2 separate regions of the Acanthopagrus latus genome follow, and region 1 is linked to region 2. The links are chromatin contacts, called in public Hi-C maps. All regions are on one chromosome and are shown on one strand. The core of a region is the stretch at or near the end of the contact, and the rest is flanking DNA. Distances in the headings are between cores, read along the strand shown.

Evidence for each region. Hi-C and Micro-C count contacts between places; a contact is called where the count stands out from the background.
Region 1: a Hi-C map of liver shows a contact between it and region 2, with 3 times the contacts expected there. The contact joins the promoter of rint1 here to the promoter of lemd3 in region 2. A contact is called at or near these places in 2 of 4 Hi-C or Micro-C datasets (liver and muscle).

Annotation. Positions count from the first base shown.
Region 1 is chr14:2,778,075-2,781,985 of fAcaLat1.1, forward strand. It overlaps rint1 (RAD50-interacting protein 1), which reads left to right and starts at 1,971. Exons shown (of 15, transcript XM_037121264.1): 1 at 1,971-2,406. The coding sequence starts at 2,173. LOC119032281 (a long non-coding RNA gene) reads right to left here and starts at 2,909. Exons shown (of 4, transcript XR_005078838.1): 1 at 2,807-2,909.
Region 2 is chr14:2,634,195-2,638,349 of fAcaLat1.1, forward strand. It overlaps lemd3 (inner nuclear membrane protein Man1), which reads right to left and starts at 2,381. Exons shown (of 13, transcript XM_037121001.1): 1 at 1,009-2,381. The coding sequence starts at 2,347.

The sequences.
Region 1 (3,911 bases), core at 721-3,220, 140 kb after region 2:
CTTGACTATAACTATGCCCATGTTGCTCGGCATCTTAAAAGGGGGAGGTGTTGTTCTAATCTACAAAGACATTTTCAGTTTAACCTCCAACCAGGATATTGCATTTACTTCATTTGGCTCTAGTTGCAAAACCATCTTCATCAAGTAGAAACGGCCTTGTCAAGGGACCAGGACTTCACCTGGTGGTAACCTACATACCTCCAAGGTCCTCCTCCAAATTTCTAGAAGAATTTGGTGAATTTTTTGCAGATCTTGTGATTTGTTCAGATAAAATCCTACTTACTGGGGATTTGTCTATTCAAATTTTCTTAAACATGTACTGAAAAAAAATAGTTGAAGAATTTCAGTCCTCACTAATCCAGGCTAATATTGGATATGTGAAACTAATCCCATATCAAACCTGAAAATCTCATCCTATTGACTTTTGTTTTACCATTTCTTTTAACCCGAACTCGCCAAAAAAATCTATTTTGCAATACATTTTCGCAAAGTTATTGAAATGTTTCATAATCAAAAAATTAGTTCTATTTCTCTCAATGTGTGAATCACCCCTTGAATACAGGTTTCTCTTGGTTGTGCCATATCACTAAAATATTTCATTTTATGCACTTTGTTGCCAGCTTAACTTATTACACAGCATTTAAAGGAATCAAGACGTCTGATTATGACACAGATGACATTCACAAACAAAGCCTAGATTGCATTTTGGCGAGAGTTTCACTTAAAGGAAAAATGGAGACAAAAAAACAAACAACTAAATCAAACAACTAAATCATTGCCTTGTATGGGACCTATCTATCTTTCAGCCTCAGCAAGTGCCATCTCTAGCTTATCTATTGTCAGCCACTTTGCAAAACTACCTCCAACTCCTTCTATGTTGCCATGTGGGTATTGTGCAAGCGGCTATCCTTATGAACCTTCAGCAAGTGGCTTGCATTTTTCCAGTCTTTTAGTCCTTCCTTATTAAGTCTGTATTCTTTTGGAGAAAACATTTAACAGCAGAAACAGTGCAAGCTATTATGTTATGTGTAAACCATACATACGTCTTGTAAACGTATGTGTTTTTTAAGCTTTTCTTTTGGTTTTAGCTCAGCGGCTTAGCTAACTAACTTCCACTTTTCTCATCAAACAGAATATCAATTCTACAGTTTTTCTCTAAAAAAGAAGCTGAAAGTTTGAGATCCAAATTCTTTAAGTTTCCCATTGCTCCAAAAGCAAAGGAGGTGCACTTTAAAATTCTTAATAGAGTATACCCTCCTCTGAATTTGTAAGGAATCGTTTTCATTTTGACCACAATAACTGCTCATTTTGTGATGAAGACATTGAAACAACTGAACATTTGTTTTATGACTGTAAATTTGTTAATACCTTCTGGGAAGGTTTGTATGACTGGTTATTCCCTAAAATGCCCAATTTCACTATTCTAACAAAAGAAAATGTTTTATATGGTGTATCTATGAGAGAGGCATCCCATGACCTGGCTATTAACACTTTCATCATTCTTGGTAAATTATTCATTTGTAAAAATAGATGCATGAAATCCAAACCTAATTTCTATGTTTTTCATAAAGAACTATGTCATTATTTTTCATCCTTGAAATGTATGGAGAAGAAAAATGCATTGAAACTTTGTAGGTTAGTAGAGGAGTTTAATCTTACTGAAAACCCCTAGCTCTCCCCTCTTCATTTATTTTACTTTTACTTTGACTTCTCCCAAATATTATTTATTCAGTTATTTATTTTTCTGAGATTTCTTAATTTCTTTCATCTTACACTGTCGATGATATTCTGAGGCTTGTCCATGTGCCTTGTTTATTCTGTATTGCAATGTACTATGCCAATATGTTATGTAAATATGTTATCATTCAATAAAATAATAAAAAAGAAAAAAACAAACCTAACTTCCGGTTGACACTTCCGGTATGGATTGGATATATGGCGGCGCCCTTGTCGGCCGTCTGGACTGCGGATGGGCACTGATGTGGCTCAACAAGGGATCAGCCAGCCCTGTACATAACTGATCAGCAGCGATCGTCGCACGCTACACCGGAAATAAACCACTCGCGCTCGCTCCCAAGGACCGCCCTAGGGACGTCATAGGCTCCCGCCTCCCTTACGTACAGTCGTGGCAATAAACCACTTGTAGTCAGGCCACAACAGTGAAGGGGAGATATGGCGGCGGGCACTGAAGCGGAGCTTCAAGTTAGCAAACTGACAGATCATTTTTCACACTCCGTCTACACAACCAGCCTAGATAGCGAGTCTTTCTCAACAGATGCGGAGGGCCTACACGACTATGTAGTGAAATTCCTTGAGAAAAAGGTAGGCAGTGACCTGAAATCCTTGAAGAATGTTGGCGAACTCCTGGAAAAACTGAGAGAGGAAAACAACGTACTGGAAAGACAGGTGAATCAGCAGCTTTGTTTTTTCGTATACAGCTAAAAAACAAAACAAAAGACTCCACAACTCATCATTTTTGAAAGAGCCTGTTCATCGCCTGATGTAATATACTATGTTGCACATGTCAGTGGGTTTTTACGCGAGAGCGATATGCGAATACATTAACGTTATAGATTAAACCCACCATGTTGACAAAAGAGCACAGCCAGTTTATGCGGCCATAGAGAAAAAAAGGTCGTAGTTAGCAGCTCTTGGGTCACGTTAGGGACCTAACCCTACACTATCAAAAGGTTGTCATCTGTGTGCTGTGAGGGACACAACAGCTCTCTCAGCCTAGGTAACAGCGGCATATCTTAGAAATGAACAGTAGCGTTCAAACTGTATTTCACATTCTGATTGCCTTTACCAATTGGTTGGGACCATGTCACTCATCTTGGTAACCCAGAAGATGCAGGAAAGGCTACTGCAGTCAAGCCACCCTCCACTCCGAAATCCCCGGTCAACCTAGCCGCCACTTAATTTGCAGTGCCTGTATATAGACGATATTACGGTAATGCAGTGCCAGAACAGAATTCAAAATAAAAGCAGACACTTATGAAGGCAGTCTGCAATTTCACACAAATACAATCAGCCAGTCTGTTAATTGATTGATGAATTATTTAAACAATTAATTACTTAATTGAGCATTTAAGGAATTAATTCATTGATTATTTATTTATTTATTTATTTATTTATTTATTTATTTATTTATTATTTAATTCATATTACCATCCTTATTCTGATCACACTGAAGTCTTAGAAGATGGGGGCCATGACATTTCATCTGTTTGTACAATTAGTCCAACATAAAAATAAACACAATAGCTGGCGTTTCTGATGAGGAATTTCAAAATAAAAGCCCACTAATTGATAGTCAATTATTTTCAATATTTCCCTCAAATTCAGATCCACATTAAGAGGAAAGTACCAGTTTCCACATTTATTTCACTTGAGACTGATAGAACTCAACTTCAGAGACTCACTCAGATAATTCCAGGAAGATCTGATTTGGATTTTCAAAATAGAAGCCCTCTAAAATGTGACATCGTTGCTGATATATTCCTTTTGATTTCAGATTTACTTTAAAAGAAAACTACCTGCTTCCACAGACAAATTTCACATCGGACTGATAGTACTCCAACTCAGAGTGTCACTCATGTATTTCCAGGATGTTCTGATGTGGATTTTCAAAATCAAAGCCCTCCAAAATGTGACATTTTTGCTAATATTTCCCTTTGATTTCAGATTTACTTTAAAAGAAAACTACCTGTTTCCACAGACTCATTTGTGTTCAGATTGATAGTACTTCAAGTCAGAGTGTCACTCATGTAGTTCCAGGACGCTCTGATGTGGATTTTCAAAATTAAAGCCCTCTAAAATGTGACATTTTTGCTAATATTTCCCTTTGATTTCAGATTTACTATAAAAGAAAAGGACCTGTTTCCACAGACTCATTTCACTTCAGATTGATA
Region 2 (4,155 bases), core at 1,131-3,630:
CTGGCTTGCCAACACAACAACAAGCTAATACAACCAAACAGCTGAAGAGACCGAGGAGGCGCTGCATCTCCTGGATCTCAGCGGCTGTCCAGTTGCCCATCTTAATGTCCGCGGATGAAGTGATGGACTGACTGCTGTGATCAGCTGTTTCTTGGTTTTAAAACTCCCCGGCTGTGGGTCGCACAACGGTGCAGGTCACTGAAGGCCGCCACATTGACGCCTCGTTTTTAGATAGCAGGCGAGGCGGAAAATAGGCGGACCAAAACAGACCCCCAATTTGCTGGCCTCTGTCTAAAACCGCGAACCGAGCCGCCAAAATGACGGGCAAATTGGCGGCTTGGTGCCCTGTCTAAAAACGGCTACAGACTCACCCGCTATCACAAGGAAAGAAGTAGGCCAATGTTACGATAGCATATGCAGAACAAGAAAGAGCCGTATGAAATGTATACTTTGTTTCAACAAAAATTAAAAAAAAAAAAAAAAACTATTAAGAAAAACCTTGGATGCAGGTACTTTTTTTTTAGCAGGGACTCAGTATCGGCATTTACTACATATTAAATGACTCAGATCGGGATCAGGGTAAAAAAGAAGAAAAAAACCTGTTTGAGGCATCCCTACTCATAACAATACCAAGCATTATTATTACACACACCTCTGCTTCTTCTATTTTATATTAAAGTTTTAGGCAAAATTCAATTTCTGTAAAAACATTTTCACCCAATCTGTTGGTACATTTCCTGATCACAAAAGCGCATGTCCTTTATCATTCTTGCTTCACTTTTCAACTGAGTTTTAAAATATGTGTCAAAGTCAAGCGTCATTTATCCGAGTCATTAAATCTTTTTGTCATTCATTTTGGCATACATTTTAATCCCTTTGGATGCTTTTGTCTGTCAAATCATGATCACGCTCTGTGTACATTGGTTTAGAAATGCCCATGGACCTATTTTACCGTTTATATGGATAAACAATCAAAAGCTTCAATAGCACTTCTTGCCAGATACTTACTGACTCCGTCCACCTCCGAGGATCCAGAACCCCTCATCCTAAGATACATGAGGCCCAGCAACAAAAAAAAGAGGCAGGCTGCCGTGAGAAGGAACATGGACAGATAGTGAGCACTAAAGCTACCAGAGGCGGCCACCTCTTCTCTTTTGAATTGCTGGAGCAGCTCATCCTCCGGGACAGACACCTTCTGCTTCAGCACTGCCTGGCTGTATGAGTGGTTGGGAACGATCTGGTTAGAGTGGCTGCCCCTGTATGTCTGGGCCAGACTGCTGTAGTTGGAGAAGCGCGGTCTCAACCCGATGCTGAACCTACTCCTGCTGCTGTTTCTAGAGGCTGCGCAATCCCCGTCGACGTGGTTGTTTTTGCTGGCCTCTCCTCTATGGTTCTCGGTGAGGGACACGTAAATAGACTTTTTGGAAAAGTTGTGGCTTCGCAAGCCCCCCGATGAGTCCGATTCTCTTCTCTTTAGCTTGTCTTCCTCCCCTTCCTCCCTCCGACTTCCCACCATATTTAGATTCTCAGGCGGGTTAACCTCTCCGGCTGCCCCTCCCGTCAGAGACCCGCGGCCGACTCCGTGGGAGGGGAACAACACTGGCTGCTGACTTCGTGTAGGTTGCAACCTTTCCTTCTGTCGGTCTCCAATGCTCCCAACCACCTCCTCGTCCGAGTCTGAATAATCCCCGGCTAGTTTGCTTGTGTCCAAGGGGGGTGCTCCACAACCATTTAAAGAGCGTGAGTTCTTATCCGCACCCCCCTCATAATTGTCCTCGTCCCCCGATTCGTCGTAATCCCTAACTTCCGCCTCAGGGCTGCATCTGGCACGAACTCCCCAGCCCAGAGAGACACTTCTCTGCCCGTCCGGATCCAGAGAAGAATCGTTACTGTTCAGCGTACTCGTAGCGCCATACTGACTCTTGATAGTCACACTCGGTGTTGTAACGGGTCTTGTCTTTAGTTGTTGTTGAAAATCAGAGCGTCGGTCTGCCCTGCCACTGTGATTAAAACCCTTTCTTTTCAAGGGAGTTTCAGCGTCAGACTCATCAGAGCTAAAGCCGAGAACAGAGGACTTCCGGCCCGGTCTCCTGCTAGAGCTCAGGTGCGTGACGTCATGGCTGGCTGGCCTGGATCCCGCCGTGCTGCCGCCGCCAGTGGTGCTGTTGATATTCCCGCTGCTACGGGTTTTACTCAGTCTGGAGCCCCGCTGCTGCTGCTCTTCGCGAAGCTTTTTAAGTTTCTTCAAGTATACTGGACGAGTGTTTTCGGTCACTGGACCTGGAATGAAACCAAAGCGCTTTAATTCGGAGAAAAGCTCCTCATCCGTTAACTGTGTTGACGCCATCTTGGACAAAACTCTCGGAGAAGGTTGTGTAACGGAAGTGACGTGGGGGTGAAGTGGCAGTGGATCAACAAGGCTGCGTTCAAAAGCAACCGCAAGTTGTTTCAAAATGATAATCACGAAGTCGTGGTTATAAGCTATTTCTCAGACCTTAAACATGCAATATTACATGTAAAGTATATCAGACGTGAATGCTATTCATAAGGTGATTTTATAGTTGCGAGAATCTGTGCATTAAGAGTTTAAAGAGCTTTTTAAGAATTGCATGTCTTCTAAACGTCAGTATTATGATAATGTGAATAAACTTATGTTGGCAATAATTTGTTGACACAAAAGAAATGACAATTGCATATCACTCACAGCTACATAGGATACACAGCTAAGTAGTTAGCTTTCTATGAGTACTTTTTTAAATTAATTTTGAATCTATTAAGGCCCCCGCGACCCTGCAGAGGATTAAGCGGCGTACATAGAATATGTACAGATGATGGATGGATGGATGGATCTATTAAGGCCTAAAAAAGGGGGAGGGGGGCACGTACTATATATATACTGTATAATCATGTGCACATCCCTGACTTCACATATGAAGTATTTGTGTGTATCATTGCTATTCGTTTACAACCATGTGACAGCTTCCGTTTACTGGACGAAACTTTAGTGAGTAAGTAATTGCTGTTTCGAATTCTCTGACTATCACTAAGGTGGAGGTGACAGCCAGTGGTATCCCTCAGTCTGGGAAAGATGGAAGATGGACATTTGATACATGAAAACTATTGATTGATTGATTGATTGATTGATTGATGAAGGTTTTGTTACAGTGAAGTTGGCCTACATCTTGATTTGGACTCACAATGAGGATATGGAGTGTAATGATTGAGCAAGAGCCTTGAACATTTATACAGTTCATATGGGCGAGTGGTGACGATGTACCAGGTGAGCTAACTGCAGAAGGTATCGTGAGTGCAGAATATGGAGTGCACATGTGCGACTGACAGTCGTTCCCACTGCAGTGACTTCACACACAGGAACTGTAAAAAAAAAAATAATAATAATAATAAAGTAATGGTGGACCGCTCCTGAAGCCTTCCTGTTAGGTCACACTTAACCTTTGTGACCTAACAGGAGGGCTTGAGGAGCAGTCCACCATTACTCTCCTCCCGGTTAGGTCACACTCGGGGATAGACACCTTTTGTCTGCCATGACGGCGGCACCCCGAAGATACAGCTGCCAATGTGAATTGTTCAAAAACTTTTTCACTAAACTCTGTGTACACAAAGTTTCATGTGCAGAGACCTTAGTGGTACTACGAGCAAAGTTTCATGTTGTGTCAAGCCTTCTTAGTGTTTTAAAAATAGCGATTTTGATGCTAGCGTAAGAGTGCCCCAGCACTCCATTGAAAATTAGTGCCTCTTTTGTTGTAATTATGCTTTTACACAGAGGTTTGACTCATATACATTCACAAATAAAGCCTTGGTTGCTTTTTGGCGAGAGTTTCATTTTAAGACTGCAGACTGCAATCTGCAGACTGCACTAGGGAGGGCCTTTGGCATTTTTAAATTTAGTGGGTGGCATCTGGAAAGGCATATGTTGGAAGATGAATAAGAAAAGAGCGAGTGGCTGCGGTGTCCTGCCAAACAATCTGTATTGTGAGAGGACTGAAACCAAACCCATCAAGGATGGGTGAACATATTTATTTTGTACAAGAAAATCACACAAATGTGAAGAAAAGAAAACTCAAAGGCTGGCATCTTCTCATCAGCTCTGCATGCACAACGTGATAAATTATGTGATATGTGTAACAAGCTGGA